Linked DNA regions of Callithrix jacchus: region 2 is linked to region 1. Evidence: chromatin contacts called from public Hi-C data. All regions are on one chromosome and are shown on one strand. The core of a region is the stretch at or near the end of the contact, and the rest is flanking DNA. Distances in the headings are between cores, read along the strand shown.

The links. Hi-C and Micro-C count contacts between places; a contact is called where the count stands out from the background.
Region 2: a contact with region 1 is called in a Hi-C map of skeletal muscle, with 3 times the contacts expected there. The contact joins the promoter of KIRREL1 here to the enhancer-like site in region 1. A contact is called at or near these places in 2 of 3 Hi-C or Micro-C datasets (induced pluripotent stem cells and skeletal muscle).

The regions. Positions count from the first base shown.
Region 1 is chr18:18,145,084-18,152,393 of calJac240_pri, forward strand. No RefSeq gene overlaps it. Among named protein-coding and RNA genes, the nearest start is that of KIRREL1, 35 kb to the right of the region's middle. Within about 2 kb of position 4,593, at least 2 of the 16 cell types and tissues checked have an H3K27ac peak or open chromatin away from gene starts, as enhancers often do.
Region 2 is chr18:18,178,885-18,186,194 of calJac240_pri, forward strand. It overlaps KIRREL1 (kirre like nephrin family adhesion molecule 1), which reads left to right and starts at 4,718. Exons shown (of 15, transcript XM_008984666.5): 1 at 4,718-4,801. The coding sequence starts at 4,750. LOC118149227 (a long non-coding RNA gene) reads left to right here. Exons shown (of 5, transcript XR_004736586.3): 5 at 1-799.

The DNA.
Region 1 (7,310 bases), core at 3,343-5,842:
AGGCAGATAGATAGATAGATAGACAGATAGACAGACAGACAGACAGTTAGATAGACAGACAGAGACAGAGAGACAGACAGACAGACAGAGAGATAGATAGATAGACAGATAGATAGACAAGCAGACAGATAGATAAACAGACAGACAGACAGACAGACAGATAGATAGATAGACAGACAGACAGACAGACAGACAGTTAGATCGATAGATAGATAGATAGATAGGCAGACAGATAGATAGATAGACAGATAGACAGATAGATAGATAGATAGATAGATAGATAGATAGATAGATAGATAGATAGATAGATAGATTGATAGATAGGCAGGCAGACAGACAGACAGACAGACAGACAGACAGACAGACAGATAGATAGATAGATGATAGATAGACAGACAGACAGACAGACAGTTAGATCGATAGATAGATAGATAGACAGACAGACAGACAGACAGACAGACAGACAGATAGATAGATAGATAGATAGATAGATAGATAGATAGATAGATAGGCGGGCGGGCGGACGGACGGACGGACGGACGGACGGACGGACGGACAGACAGATAGATAGATAGACAGATAGATAGACAGACAGACAGACAGTTAGATCGATAGATAGATAGGCAGACAGATAGATAGATAGACAGATAGACAGATAGATAGATAGATAGATAGGCAGACAGATGATAGATAGATAGATAGATAGATAGATAGGCAGACAGACAGAGACAGACAGACAGATAGATAGATAGATAGATAGACAGGTAGACAGATAGAAAGATAGATAAATGATAGATAGATAGATAGATAGGCAGATAGATAGATAGATAGGTAGATAGATAGATAGATAGATAGATAGATAGATAGATAGCATTTTATTCTTTGTAGCCTCTTCCTTCAGGCTTTCCAGGAGCTCTTGCCACCTCCACAGGACATGCAGGGAGGCTTTCAGTGCTCCCGTTTGTGGTCAGAGGGGCCAAAGGGCACCATAGCCACTGCCTCAGACCTCCCCCTCTCTAACCTAGGCTGGAAGGGTCTGGTTTGATATTCTGCAGGGAATTCACCCCTTGGGAATCAATCATCTTTTCCTTTTTATAATCCATTTCCTTCTCAAACTCAAGAGAGTTCTCTGTACCCGCTTCCTTTTATTTTATTTTCCATTCAGGGACCTATCATATTAGCCACCTGCCTACTGGAGAGAGTGAAAGGGATTGGATTTAGGAGGGAGAGGTGGATGGTATGTGGAAATAAGAGAAAGACATAGTAAAGAAAATCCTGGGCCGGGCTCAGTGGCTCACCCCTGTAATCTCAGCACTTTGGGAGGCTGAGGCGGGTGATTGCGTGAGCTCAGGAGTTCAAGACCAGCCTGGCCAACATGGTAAAACCCTGTCTCTACTAAACTTACAACAATTAGCCAGGTGTGGTGGCATGCACCTGTGGTCCCAGCTACACAGGAGGCTGACGTTGGAGAATTGCTTGAACCTGGGAGGCGGAGGTTGCAGTGAGCCAAGAATGTGCCACTGTACTCTAGCCTGGGCAACAGAGGGAGACTCTGTCTCAAAAAGGAAAGAAGAAAGGAGGGAGGGAGGGAGGGAGGGAGGGAGGGAGGGAGGGAGGGAGAGAAGGAAGGAAGGAGGGGAGAAAGAAAGAAAGAAAAAAAGGAAGGAAGGAAGGAGGGAGGGAGGAAGGAAGGAGGGAGGGAGGGAGGGAGGGAGGGAGGAAGGAAGGAAGGAAGGAAGGAAGGAAGGAAGGAAGGAAGGAAGGAAGGAAGGAAGGAAGGAAGGAAGGAAAGAAAGAAAAGAGAAAGAGAAAGAATCCTGGCAGTCAGAGCAGCAGGTGCCTCCTGCCAGCAGATGGCAGCACCGCACCACAGAACCTGATAAGCACTGAGAGGACAGAAGGGGAGGAGTGACCCAAAGTGAAGTATGTTTGGATTGGGAGCGCAGTGTTGAGAGAGAAGGGGTAACCTGAACCCACAGCAGGACAGCCGGCAGGGAGACTGCCAGATGCAGGGTCTAGACTGCGGAGTTCCATCCTGGGATGGAGTCTGCAGGATCTGGTCCATCCACGCTTGCATCCAGTCCTCATTTCCAATCCTGCTACCTGGTATTTGGACGACTTTGGTGAAGTCATTTCTCTGCTCTGAGCCTGAATTGTCTTCACCTGCAAAAGGAAGCCGTCTGGACAGCTCAGGCTGCAGTAACAGAACTCCATAGGCCAGGTGGCTTAAACAGCGGAAACTGGTTTCCTTATAGTTCCGGAGGCTGGAAGTCCAAGATTAGGGTACTAGCATGGTCAGTTTCTGGTTTCCCTCTTCCTGGGTTGCAGGCAGTTACCTTCTTGCTGTGTCCTCACATGGCCTTTCCTTTGTGTGCATGAAAAGCAAAAGAAGGAGAGAGAGACAGAGAGATCTGGTGTCTCTTCTCATAAGGACACTAGTCCTATATGATTAATCCTGTACCCCTATGAGCTCAGTTCACCTTAAGTAACTCTCTAAAGGCTCTGTCTCCAAATGGTCAAACTGGGAGTTAAGACTTCAACATATAGGACGGGCGCGGTGGCTCAAGCCTGTAATCCGAGCGCTTTGGGAGGCTGAGGCGGGTGGATCACGAGGTCAAGAGATCGAGACCATCCTGGTCAACAAGATGGAACCCCGTCTCTACTAAAGATACAAAAATTAGCTGGGCATGGTGGTGTGTGCCTGTAATCCCAGCTACTCGGGAGGCTGAGGCAGGAGAATTGCTTGAACCCAGGAGGCGGAGGTTGCGAGGAGCCGAGATCCTGCCATTGCACTCCAGCCTGGGTAACAAGAGCTAAACTCCGTCTCAAAAAAAAAAAAAAAAAAAAAAAAACTCCAGTGGGAAGAGGAAGCCATCTTGCTAAATCTTTCTAAATCTTGGCAACAGTTGGTATGAATACAAAGGGAGAAGACCTTATTTAACTGGCTTCAACCTCAAGAAGTCAAGCTAATCTTTTTAAACTAGAGCTCTGGGAAACACATTTGGAATCTATGGGGTCTCCCTGGAAGATTATGGGCAAGACAGGTGTGGCTTGGGATGGATCAGTAAGAGGGTGGAGCTCGGTGCTTGCACATGGATTTCCTTCCCCCACAACTTGACTCCTCTCTGGAGGACATGTCCAAATGCACTCCTCCTCCATCTCAACATAAATGCTTCTCTCGACTTATGGTATCAGTTAGAACCTCGAAGAACCTTAGAGATGTGACCACCTGCTTCCACTGTCTTTGGGGCCTGGGGAACATGCGGGACAGAAAAGAGAGGCCGTGATGGGATGCTGAGGAAGTCAGCCTGACAACATCTTCATTAGCATCCTCATATTATCGTCAATGGGACCATGTTCATTGGGGTCTGAGTCCTGGCGCTGAAGGAATACTTAGTCTAGCCAGGTGAGTAGGATAATCAATGGCGTGTGTAATGTGTTTCATGTGTGCATGGCACTTTGCAAGTTTTGAAGAACTTCATGGAGGTGGCGAATGTAGCTGAGGTAGTGTAAGAAGGCTTCGTGCAGGAGATGGGCTTTGAGCTGAAAGCTGAATGTGAAGTAGCAGACAAGAAGAGAAGGGCGGGCAGGCAGGAGGAATGCCACAGGTAAATCCTTGGGGAGACATTTACTTGGGGAGATATGCTAGATCTCAGCCCCTGTGGCTGTTGCTGAGATAAGTAATGAGTGATAAGACCGGGAAGGAATGAAGACAGTTCTTAGAGCATCTTGAATGTCAGGCGGGGGTATTCAGATTTCCCCACTAGGCCCTGGAGAGCTAGTGAGGCTGGAGTCTGTCCATGCTCTGCCTGAAGTGAAGACCAGTCTTTTAATACCTATTTCCTCCCCTCACTGTCTCCCCAAAGGTTAGACCGGGGACTAAAATCCTCCTGTGACTTAAAGCAGATGGCCCTTCTACGGGGGCCTGCATCCAGAGGCCTCCACTTCCCCCTCCCCTCCCCGGCCTTCACATTCCAATTCCCCAGCTGCGAACTCATGTGAGATCATAAGTCACAGTATCATAAACCACTCCAGAGTGTGTAATAAGTGAATTATTTACCAATGACCCTGGCTAAATGTTCACAGGGATAAATGATTAAGCCGCAGATCTGTCAAAAAGTTCCCATAAATAAGTAATTCTGTGCCGCCTTAATGGGCTTTGTAAATTACTCATTCATGCCACTGCTGGGTCATTCTCTGGGGTAAATTCCTCACACCTGCTGATTTACTGCTGAGGTCTGCACAGGGTGATAAAAATTCTGCTAGCCAGCTGGGCAGACTCCCCAGGTGCCAAGCCACCTGGCTAAGTCCCCAGGGATGAGGATACCAGAAACGGAAAGTATCCTGCATCATCTGACAAAAATGTGGGGTCAGAGGTGGGCTGACCTTCTGGGCCACTTGGAGTCTGTCCTGCAGGGCAACGTGGCAGAGCCAGAATCCTTTTGTTACAGGCCTCCATTCAATGAGCATGTACTTACCACGTCCTGTGTCCCAGGCTCTGTGTTACATGCCCAGACACCAAAGACACAGAAGTGTGCCCCAGTGGGCTTGGTCGCATGAAGGAAAGAAGGCTGGACATATGATGTAACTGATGCCATGCCAGAGTGCTACTTGAGCCCACTGGGGGAATATCTAGCTCAGATGGAGAAATTGAGGAGATGGCAAAGTATGAGGTTTGAGTTTCATTCTGCGCTAGAAAAGCCTCACTCCAATTCAGTCCAAATGGGCTGGGCCCGGTTGCTGTGATAGTGAGCAGCCCTGCATTTTCTGTGGCTTATAACCACAAAGGCTTATTTCTTACTAGGCAGTCTTGAGGGTCAGGGGAGGGCTCTGCTTCACCCCATCATCCTCCTCCCCCAGGACCTGGGCTGATGGCACAACATTATCTAGGTTATTGCTAGTCTCTGTGACCAAGAGTAAAGAGAACAGGGCAGAGCATAACTTGGTTCCTACAACTTCTGGCCAGAAGTGACACTGCCACTCACATTTTATGGGTCAAAAAAAGACCCATAGTCATGCTTTAATTAAACAGAGACAGGAAATTCTAACCTAGCGAAAAAGAGAGAGAGAAAAACAAAGGATTTGTGAACAATCCTAATGATGACCCCACAGGCAAATTCTGGTCCTGTGAATTTAGGAACCGCTATGGACTGAATGTATGCATTCCCTGCAATTTTATTTAAGCCCTAATCTCCAATGCAACGGCATTTAAAGGTGGGGCCTTTGGGAGGTGATTAGGTCATGAGGGTGCATCCCTCACGAATGGGATTAGTGCCCTAAAATACACAAAAGAGAAGATCTCTCTGTCCCTCTCCACCATGTGAGGACACAGCAAGAGGTCCAGCAAGAAGCTCAGAGCCCATCTGCCGAGGCTCAGAAGAGCGGCCCAGGACCCCGTCTGCCGAGGCTCAGAAGAGGGGCCCAGGACCCCGTCTGCCGAGGCTCAGAAGAGCGGCCCAGGACCCCGTCTGCTGGCACCGTGATCTTAGACTTTCAGCCTCCAGAACTGAGAGATACGTTTCTGTTGTTTAAGCCACGCGGTCTATGGTATTTGCCATAGCAACCCAATCTAAGCAAGACTCTACATCTGTGAGCAGGTTTCCTAAACTTACCTTTCACTTTCTTCAGCTATGAAATGGGTGAAGAATAGTAAGGACTACCTCCTAGAGGATTAAATGTGATCATCTGTGTCATGCGCTGAGCGCCATGCCTGGCGCCTGGTGAATTCCCCGTCGCTCTCTGAGCCTCTGTTACTACCATGGTGATTACCCTTCGGTGTGACAGCCTCTGTTACTACCATGGCGATTACCCTTCGGTGTGACAGCCTGTTACTACCATGGTGATTACCCTTTGGTGTGACAGCAGCAGCAGTATCCTGTAGAAGGGGACCTCTGAAGTTGAATATCGAAGAGCAGGTCATACCCACCAACACGTGTGCACACTCACCTTTACTGGTCAACGTGGTCTGAGGCAACAACATCCTCTCCAGTATCCTCTCTCCATCACCACCACCACCATCATCAGTCAGAAGCAGGTGGCAGCGATGGGCATTGCAGCAGGCCTGAGCTGCCCCATCTTCTATCTTCTCTACACACATGAAGAATTCACCTTGCTCAGGTCACTCCCCCAACCCAGGCCTCCGTTACTTCAGTACAAAACCAGAGCAATAATACTATTTAATAACCCGAGGGGTGGGCCAGAGAATCCTTCGACTTCCCCTTCCCTGCCAACGCCTTTGGTTCTTTTCTCCAACTGTCATCACCCCCACGCCTTGTAGCCTTCCTGGACCATATCTCTGCACTAGTCCTACATGACTCATGGCCTGGGTTCCAGGTGGCCCGGAAAACAGAGGAGGAGCTTCAGATGCGGCCTGGGTTTCCTCTGCCTTCCCAGAGGCCAAAGAGACATCTGTTCCTGTGGCTACCACGTCAGCACAAAATGTGTGCCAAGGGAACAGCAGGAAGGAGAGTGTGTAAATCGGCTGGTCTTCTGTGAGTGTTTCAAACTGCCTCGTAGAAGCCCAGAGCTATTGTTGGGAGGAGATCCCTGAACTGTTGCTGACCACTGAGGCTCCCAGCCTCCTCCATCAGCTTGCACAGGGGACTGTGAGGCTTAATGAGCTGATTGTCATTTAGATGATCAAGGGTACAATTCTTAGCCCAGGGGCCCACAGCCCTACCTGCTCTGCCTGAGCAAGCCTGAGGAGTCTGGGAAGCTTTATGTTCCACTCTAGAAAAAAAGACATGATTTCCCATCTTTCATAATCAAACCAACTCACACTTATTCACAGCCTGGCAGGCTTTCAGCACTGCGTGGGCATCAGTCAACTCTTCATTCGGTCCATTCCACGGCAAGCCTGTGGCCCGAGCAAGAGGCAGGTACTAAGACATATTTAGTGTGCAGTTTGTGCCTTCTAGAAATGTACAGACTATTAGGGGAGATGAGACAGAGGTGTTGCAAAATGACTGTGTAAAACAATAGGCGTTGAATGTGGCGAGGGTCAGTTGAAAACAGCTCTGATGACAATGAGCAGACAAAGAAAAGATTTGTGACATCAGAAGCTTTTTTTTGCCCACTTTCCAGCCTGGTGAGTGTGGTCCTAGCCTTAGATATGGCGGACGTTTTAGGGAGAGGTCAGGGTTCTGACCACCGAGTCCAGGTGAGCTGGACAGGTTTGGTGGTGAGGAGAGCGCAGCAGGAGAGAGCGAAGACGACGCTCACCGTGTGGGTCTGTGAGCCAGGTCAGCTGTTTCTAGCACATTTATAGAAGCAAGGAGAGCTGGCCTCGTGGGACAGGACATAAAGATGGG
Region 2 (7,310 bases), core at 3,468-5,967, 34 kb after region 1:
TGGATATGAACTCAATCCTCACAACTACCCCGTAATGTAAGTGCTGCTATTATCCCCGTTTTCATATGAGAAAAACAAGAACTACAGATGTTAACCACATAAAATGTCTAAGGCCACGCAGAAAGGAAGGGGCAGAACCTAGATTTAAATCCCTGTGTAGTTTCAGAGCTCATGTGCTTCGCTATCAACTACTCTGCCAGGGAGGGGCTTACCCAGCTTTTGCTGTGCCCTCAGGGAGCTCCAGACTGGGGAGACATGCATATTCCTTGCCCCCCACCAAGAATCCCCAAGTTTGATAGGGGAGGCAGGTATCCTGTCCTAGGAAGGTATGTCCAGTCTGATGTAAAAGACAGAAGTTTATCTTTGGATCATCTGACTGATACTAAGGACTCAGCCCCAGGGTGTCTGCAGTTTGATGAGCTCTGTTATTAGATTCCAGGAGACTCAGTTAATTCCACTAGACCAAATTGTAAGCATTGGTGTCAGAGAGATGAGGATGGAGCAAAGCTGGGGCAGCTTAATTGGGGTTCCCCCCAGGAAGGGAGGGTGATACAAGATTGGCAATAAGCAGTAGAAATGCTAGAGGAGAGCCAGGCGCGGTGGCTCAAGCCTGTAATCCCAGCACTTTGGGAGGCTGAGGCAGGTGGATCACGAGGTCAAGAGATCGAGACCATCCTGGTCAACATGGTGAAACCCCGTCTCTACTAAAAATACAAAAAATTAGCTGGGCATAGTGGCGCGTGCCTGTAATCCCAGCTACTCGGGAGGCTGAGGCAGGAGAATTGCCTGAACCCAGGAGGCGGAGGTTGCGGTGAGCAGAGATCGCGCCATTGCACTCCAGCCTGGGTAACAAGAGCGAAACTCTGTCTCTATTAAAAAAAAAAAAAAAAAAGAAAGAAAGAAATGCTAGAGGAGAGAAGCAGGCAGGACTCTTGGTGGTGTGCAGGCTTGCCAAAGACAGTGTCTGGAAAGCAGGGATTTGCTTAGCTGAATAGTTCTCCACCCTGGCTGTCTACTAGAATCACCTGGGGCTATGTCTGAAAATACTGATGCTTGGACTTCACCCCAGAACAATTCATCTTTAGGGATGAGGTCATGGTACTGGTGTTTTGTAAAAAGCCCTCAGGGCCAGGCATGGTGGCTCACACCTGTAATCCCAGCACTTTGGAAGGCCAAGGCGGGTGGATCGCCTGAGGTCAGGACTTCGAGACCAGCCTGGCCAACATGGTGAAACATTGTGTGTACTAAAAATACAAAAACTAGCCAGGTGTGGTGGCATGCGCCTGTAATCCCACCTACTTGGGAGGCTGAGACAGGAGAATGGCTAGAACCCGGAAGATGGAGGTTACAGTAAGCTGAGATCATGCCACTGCACTCTAGCCTGGGAACAGATCAAAACTCCATCTCAAAAATAAAATAAAATATAAGGCCCTCAGGAGATGCTATGCACAGCAGGTGCTGAGGACCACTAGCTGGGGCTGAGGTCTATGGGGCCTTAAGCTCTGGGATCTGGGATGCTGGATGGCTTATATGGAAGAGATTCCAAAGATGTGAGTTTCCGGTGGACTGAGCTGGTGAGGATTTGAAATTAAAGGAAAGGGGGAGGAAAGAAGAGAGCTAAAGGACCAGAGGAGACAGGCCAGATTGTTGTTTTGGCCACTAGTGAACTAGAGACTTGGCTCCTCTGTTTCTAGGGTTTCTAGGTAAAATGGAAGGCCCACAAAACTCCAAAAGCTTTAATAACCCAGTCTATTCTCATGAAAAAAAAAAAAAAAAATAGCTATCGGGCCAGGCTCGGTGGCTCAAGCCTGTAATTCCAGCACTTTGGGAGGCTGAGGCGGGTGGATCATGAGGTCAAGAGATTGAGACCATCCTGGTCAACATGGTGAGACCCCATCTCTACTAAAAATACAAAAAATTAGCTGGGCATGGCATGGTGGCGCATGTCTGTAATCCCAGCTACTCAGGAGGCTGAGGCAGGAGAATTGCCTGAACCAAGCAGAGGTTGCGGTGAGCCAAGATTGCGCCATTGCACTCCAGCCTGGGTAACAAGAGCTAAACTCCATCTCAAAAAGAAAAAGAATAGCTATCAAGCCTGATACCAGAGGTGGAGATTAGGCAGGAAGCACTGAGCTGAGAATATTCCCTTCCTTTGATTAAAGACTTTTTAAAAATTGATACTTTCCTAGGCCAAGTGTGGTGGCTTATGCCTGTGATCCCAGAACTTTGGGAGGCCACGGCAGGCAGACCACTTGAGGTTACGGTTTCAAGACCAGCCTGGCCAACATGGCAAAAACCCATCTCTACTAATAATAAAAATATTAGCTGGATGTGGTGGCACACACCTGTAATGCCAGCTACTCGGGAGGCAGAGGCACGAGAATCACTTGAACCCAGGAGATGGAGGTTGCAGTGAGCCAAGATTGTGCCACTGCACTCCAGCCTGGGTGACAGAATGAGACTCCATCTGAAAAACAAACAAACAAAGACCCACACATACACACACACACACACACACACACACACACACACACACAATACTTTCCTAAGTCAGGGTCACCCTGGACTTCCTCTCCATGCCCCATCATGTGGAGTGGAAAGGAGAAAAGCCTATCTTGCTGACATGTCCAGAGCACCCTGCCTCAGGGCCTTTGCATTTGCTATTACCATCTGCCTGCTGCTTTCTTCCCTCAGATGCCTGAGTAGCTGAACCCTCAATTCCTTCAGGTCTGTGCCCAAAAGTGGCTTTAGCAAAACGGCTTTCTCTGACTTCCTGTCCTTCTCCCTCTCCCTAATCCGTATTCTGCTTTGTCTCCCACAGCATTTACCATAACCTAGTGTATTTTATATTTTTTCTACTGCCTCTCACTTTCCTCCAGAACATTAAAGGGAAGGACTTTGTCCATTTCTTTTTTCATTATTGTCTCCCCAAAGCCTAGATTGGTGACTGGAAAATAGCAGCCTGGAGCTGAAGAACTTTCTGTGGCATGTATGATTAATGAACTGAAAAGCCCTATTTGTCTGCGAGTTGGTGTCTGTGTATGTATGAGATTGCAGTCCTATTTCTCTGGACAAGGTATGGCCCTGTTCTTAAACCGTGTGTTTGCCTGTGCTTTGGAACATATTAGGAATTCTCTGGGTCTGTGCATACGGGGCTTGTGAGCTTGGGTGTTTTCCTGCCTTTTTCTGTCCTCTAGTTGTGTGTGGACCGCAGGCCGGTGTTAGGATCTGTGGAGGAAAGAGGAGCTGTGGCCGCTACATATCAGCAGAGGGCACCAGAGAGCCATGCACTTACTTTCAGGGGGCAGAAATTAAGAAATCTTCGCGGGGAGTGTTAGAGACCCAGGAGTTCTGGTATCTGGGAGGAGGGAGGTGGAGACCTCTTTAGACCAGCACATTACTGTAAACTTGCGCAATTCCTGCGACTCCTCTGTTCATTCCCTAGGGTCCAGACCCTCCAGCATTCCCAGCAACCCTGTGAGCAGAAGCATCTGGTTAGGGGTGAGAAGAGGAGCTGGTTGCCAAACTGGGCCCTTAAGAAAGTGGAGATCCTTCCTGAATGCTCTTCCTTCCTAGTTCCTCCGTTCCTATCCCAAAAGATCTCAAACTCCAGCGTGCTTAGAGATCCTCTGGTGGCTGTCCTCTCCTCTGGCTTGCATTCAGGGAAGTGAGGCCAGGCCTTGGCCCTTCAAAGCCATCCAGTTGGCTAGCTTCTCCATCGGGATGGATGGAAGGCTAAGATGAACAAAAGAAGGAGTCAAGTGTGCCTCTTCCAGGCTGCTAAGTCCTCCAACGCCTAGCTGTGCTCGACCTTGTCTGGGTGAAGCCAGGACAGGGTCTCAAGGCAGGTCCAAGGGGTAGCTCCGATTCTCCAGCTCTGGGTTTTGTGGGTAGGGAGAGAGGCAGGTATGCCCCTCCCCTCTCCAAGGTTTCATTAGTCAACTGAGAAATCTTAATTTGGGGAATTTAGGGGTTAGACTTTGGGTGTGGGATTTAAAAAGAAATGTCTTTATGTTTATTTAACTCCCTGCTCCCCCACCCCACTTCTAGACACACACACACACACACACACTCCCCATCCTCTAAACTAGAGGCTATGTCCCTCAGCCGTGTTCCTCCTCCACTGCTTAGTTCCATAGCCCGCGACCAAGACTGCGTCTATAAATGGGAGGGGTGGGGTGGGCAGGGGTCCTGTCGTGCCTGCTCCAGAGCCCACGACGGTCACGTTGTTCACCCCTTTTGCCTTTGCCCTCAATTCCTTTCTGTCTTTGCTCTCCTTCCATCTCAGTTCCAGCGAGGGGTGTGCGTGTGTGCGCGAGGGTTGGGGGGGGGGAGGGGGAGGGCCCGTGGAGGGAGGCGCCGTCGGAGGGAGAGTAGACGTCAGGCGGAGGGAGGGAGGCAGACAGGCAGGGAGGCAGGGGGAGAGAGGGAAGGAAGAGAAGGGGAGAGAAAGGGGGGGCAAAAACCGAAAGAGACCCTGAGAGTTAAAGCTTGAAAGGAGAAATAATTAAAGGAGGAGGGCGACCGGGACGAGAAAAAGGACTGGGAGGAAAGAGAGATAAAGAGAATCGGAGGGCAGGGAAGTGAGTTTGTGCGCGTGAGTGTGCGCGCGCGCGCGTGTGTGTGTAGGGGCGGGCGCGGGCGGGCGGGGGGCGGGCTCCCGGGCTCCCCTCCTCCCCAGCCCGCTCCTCTAGCTCGCTCGCCAACTCCGGGCCCCAGCCGCGGGCGGGCGCACGGCGGGCGGACAGCATGCTGAGCCTCCTCGTCTGGATCCTCACTCTCTCCGATACTTTCTCCCAAGGTAAGGGCCCCCAGCCCGCCCCCGGACGCTCGGCTCCCCGCCTGGGCCCGGGCACTGCGCCCCCGCTGGGGGAGTGCTGGGGTGCTCGGCGGCCCGTGGCCAGCCTCTGGGTCCGGACGCCACGAGGCGGGGGCTCGGTCTGGGCGCAGAGCCCCGGGGGCGGAGGCGCGGAGTAACGGGGGCCTGGGGAGAATGAGTTTTCCGTTGATTTGCCCAAGTTGTTTCCTCTGGCTGCGCGGGAGAACCGAGCATTGGGGCCGCGAGGGCTGGAGGTCCGAGTAAAACGGGGAACCGAACGCTTTCTCCGAGCTTCTGGCAGCCCTACCGACCCTCGTCCTCTGAGGCCCGGGTTCCGGACGCCTGAGTCCAGGCTAAGGGGAAGGCTGGGAAGAGTTTGGGATTTCGGATTTCGGGCGAGGGGGTGAGCGGCAAGCTGGGTCCCACCTCTCGAAGATGTTGCTAAGGGGATCCCTCTACTCCAGCCCACCCTCTCTGGGGACCGAGTCTGAACCACCGCTCCAGACTGCCTGGGGATGTCCCCTCTAGAGGAAGGGAGGGGTGTCTCGGGGCCCCTCCCTCTAGAGGAAGGGCTTTGGAACCCCTGCCCGCGGAGGCTCTGAGTGGAGAGTGGAGTTCCAAATACAGCTTCAGGCCCGCTTGATACCGAGGGGGGAACTCACCGGGGCGGGGGCGGGGGCGGGGGCAGTGGGGAGAGGGGGCTGACATTTTACTTGGGCTCAGGAAAAGTGTTGATGTCTGGGGTTATTTGGAACTGGCCGGGGAGAGGCGGGGAGGTGAGGGAGGTGGTTGAGAGAGGTGAGGATGTCAGTGTATCCTGGGCAGGGCTGGGGTTGGGGGAGGGAAGAGGGCTGAGGGAACCAAGGGTCCAGAATGCAGCAAGGACTGGGGTCTGTGGGAGTTGGTTCTTGCCTCCTGGGTCTGATTCTAAGGAAGATTGAATCCTGCTGAACTCCTTCCCTTCCCAAAAATGGAGCTGACACACAGAAATTGACACACAGACACCGTAAAACATTCACAGACACTGAGACAGACTACTCACCTACCGAGACAGACACATTCCCGCAAACATCCCCCACACTGAGGCAGACACATATACACAAAGACACTGAGACATCTGAGGAAGACAGATTCCTCCCCCAGATCCGCGCATACATTCATCCACCCAAACGTTACAACTACACACAGTACATGTATGCAGGCGTTTACAAGGACAGGACACACGCTCGCACAGAAACCAACCCTCTAGCAAACAAAGAAACTTGAACCGACATTCATAAGGGCAGACACCTATGGAGAAGTGCCGACTGCAGATGGTGGAGGGGGTCTCTTTTAGGGGTGTCTGGGAATGGATCTGAGAACAGCCTCAGGCATTATTGCCCTGCTTTCAGTTCCCTTCCTGCGTTTGTAGGTTCGGTGTTATGCTGGACCTTTCCTCTCCTTGCCAAAGAAGCTCCAAAGGCAGAGCTTGGCTGAGTTGGTGGGGGCAGGTCTTGATTCATCTCTCCCCATAGGGCACCCATGCCAGCCCCCCCCAACACACATATGGGAGGGGCATACATCTCTGGTGTGCGCCGAGAGTGGGAGGTGGTGCTGGGGGAAAGGAGGAGGCCTGGCCCTGGGGTTGGCAGGCCAGGCCAGCCACTTGGCAGAAAGTTGGTAAGATGACTTAAGTTCTGACTTTGTTCAGCCAAGTTGTTGGTGTCGGGGAGGAAGGGGGGTGGGCCATGGTGGGGGTGGTAGAGGGGGCCCCTGGGTCAGTATTGGTTTACGTTGGGGGCAAGCTTACATCTGCCCCTTTCTTGCAGTCCTTGCATGTCAGCAACATGGATACAAATGAGCCTTAAGGAACAAAAGCAGCAGTTAGCAAACAGGAGAGACATGTGGATTGAATTGGGGACAGAAAGAAGTGTGTGCTGTGTGCCTTTCCCTCTGGAAAGGAGTGAGGGGCTAGGGAATGCTAAGCTCCCACCTCCCTGCTCCAACAGGGGTGAAAGCAGGACCTGATGAAAGTATCTGGGGTGGGGGGAGAAGATATCAAAGAAAGGGAGAGACTAGACAGGAGGGGAGAGAAATCACTCGTGAGTGTTGGGGGAAGCTTGGCAAGGGACCGGGGAGGAGGCGAGGAGGGAAGGAGTGGGGGTCTGGGGAGACTGGGACGCACATGGGGGTGGAGGGCTTGGCAGGACCTCCTTTCCTTAGCCTCCATCCTCAGAAAGGAGTTCTAGGTCAGGGACTGGGGCAGTGAGAGAGGAAACGGAGAAGGGCGCTACATCAGGGAGGAGGGATGGTGGCTGGGAAGTGGGGATGGGGGAAGTAGGTGTCAGGAAGAGGCCACAGAATGGAGGGGAGCAGAGAGGCGAGGGGAAGGGGAGATTCAGCCTAGGCTGAGAAATAAAAATTGCATTTTAAAGAATTTCAATGGGCTTCATCAATCTTCATTTTTCACTAAATAATTTTCTGTATCTTATCTAAATGAAAACCATTATCC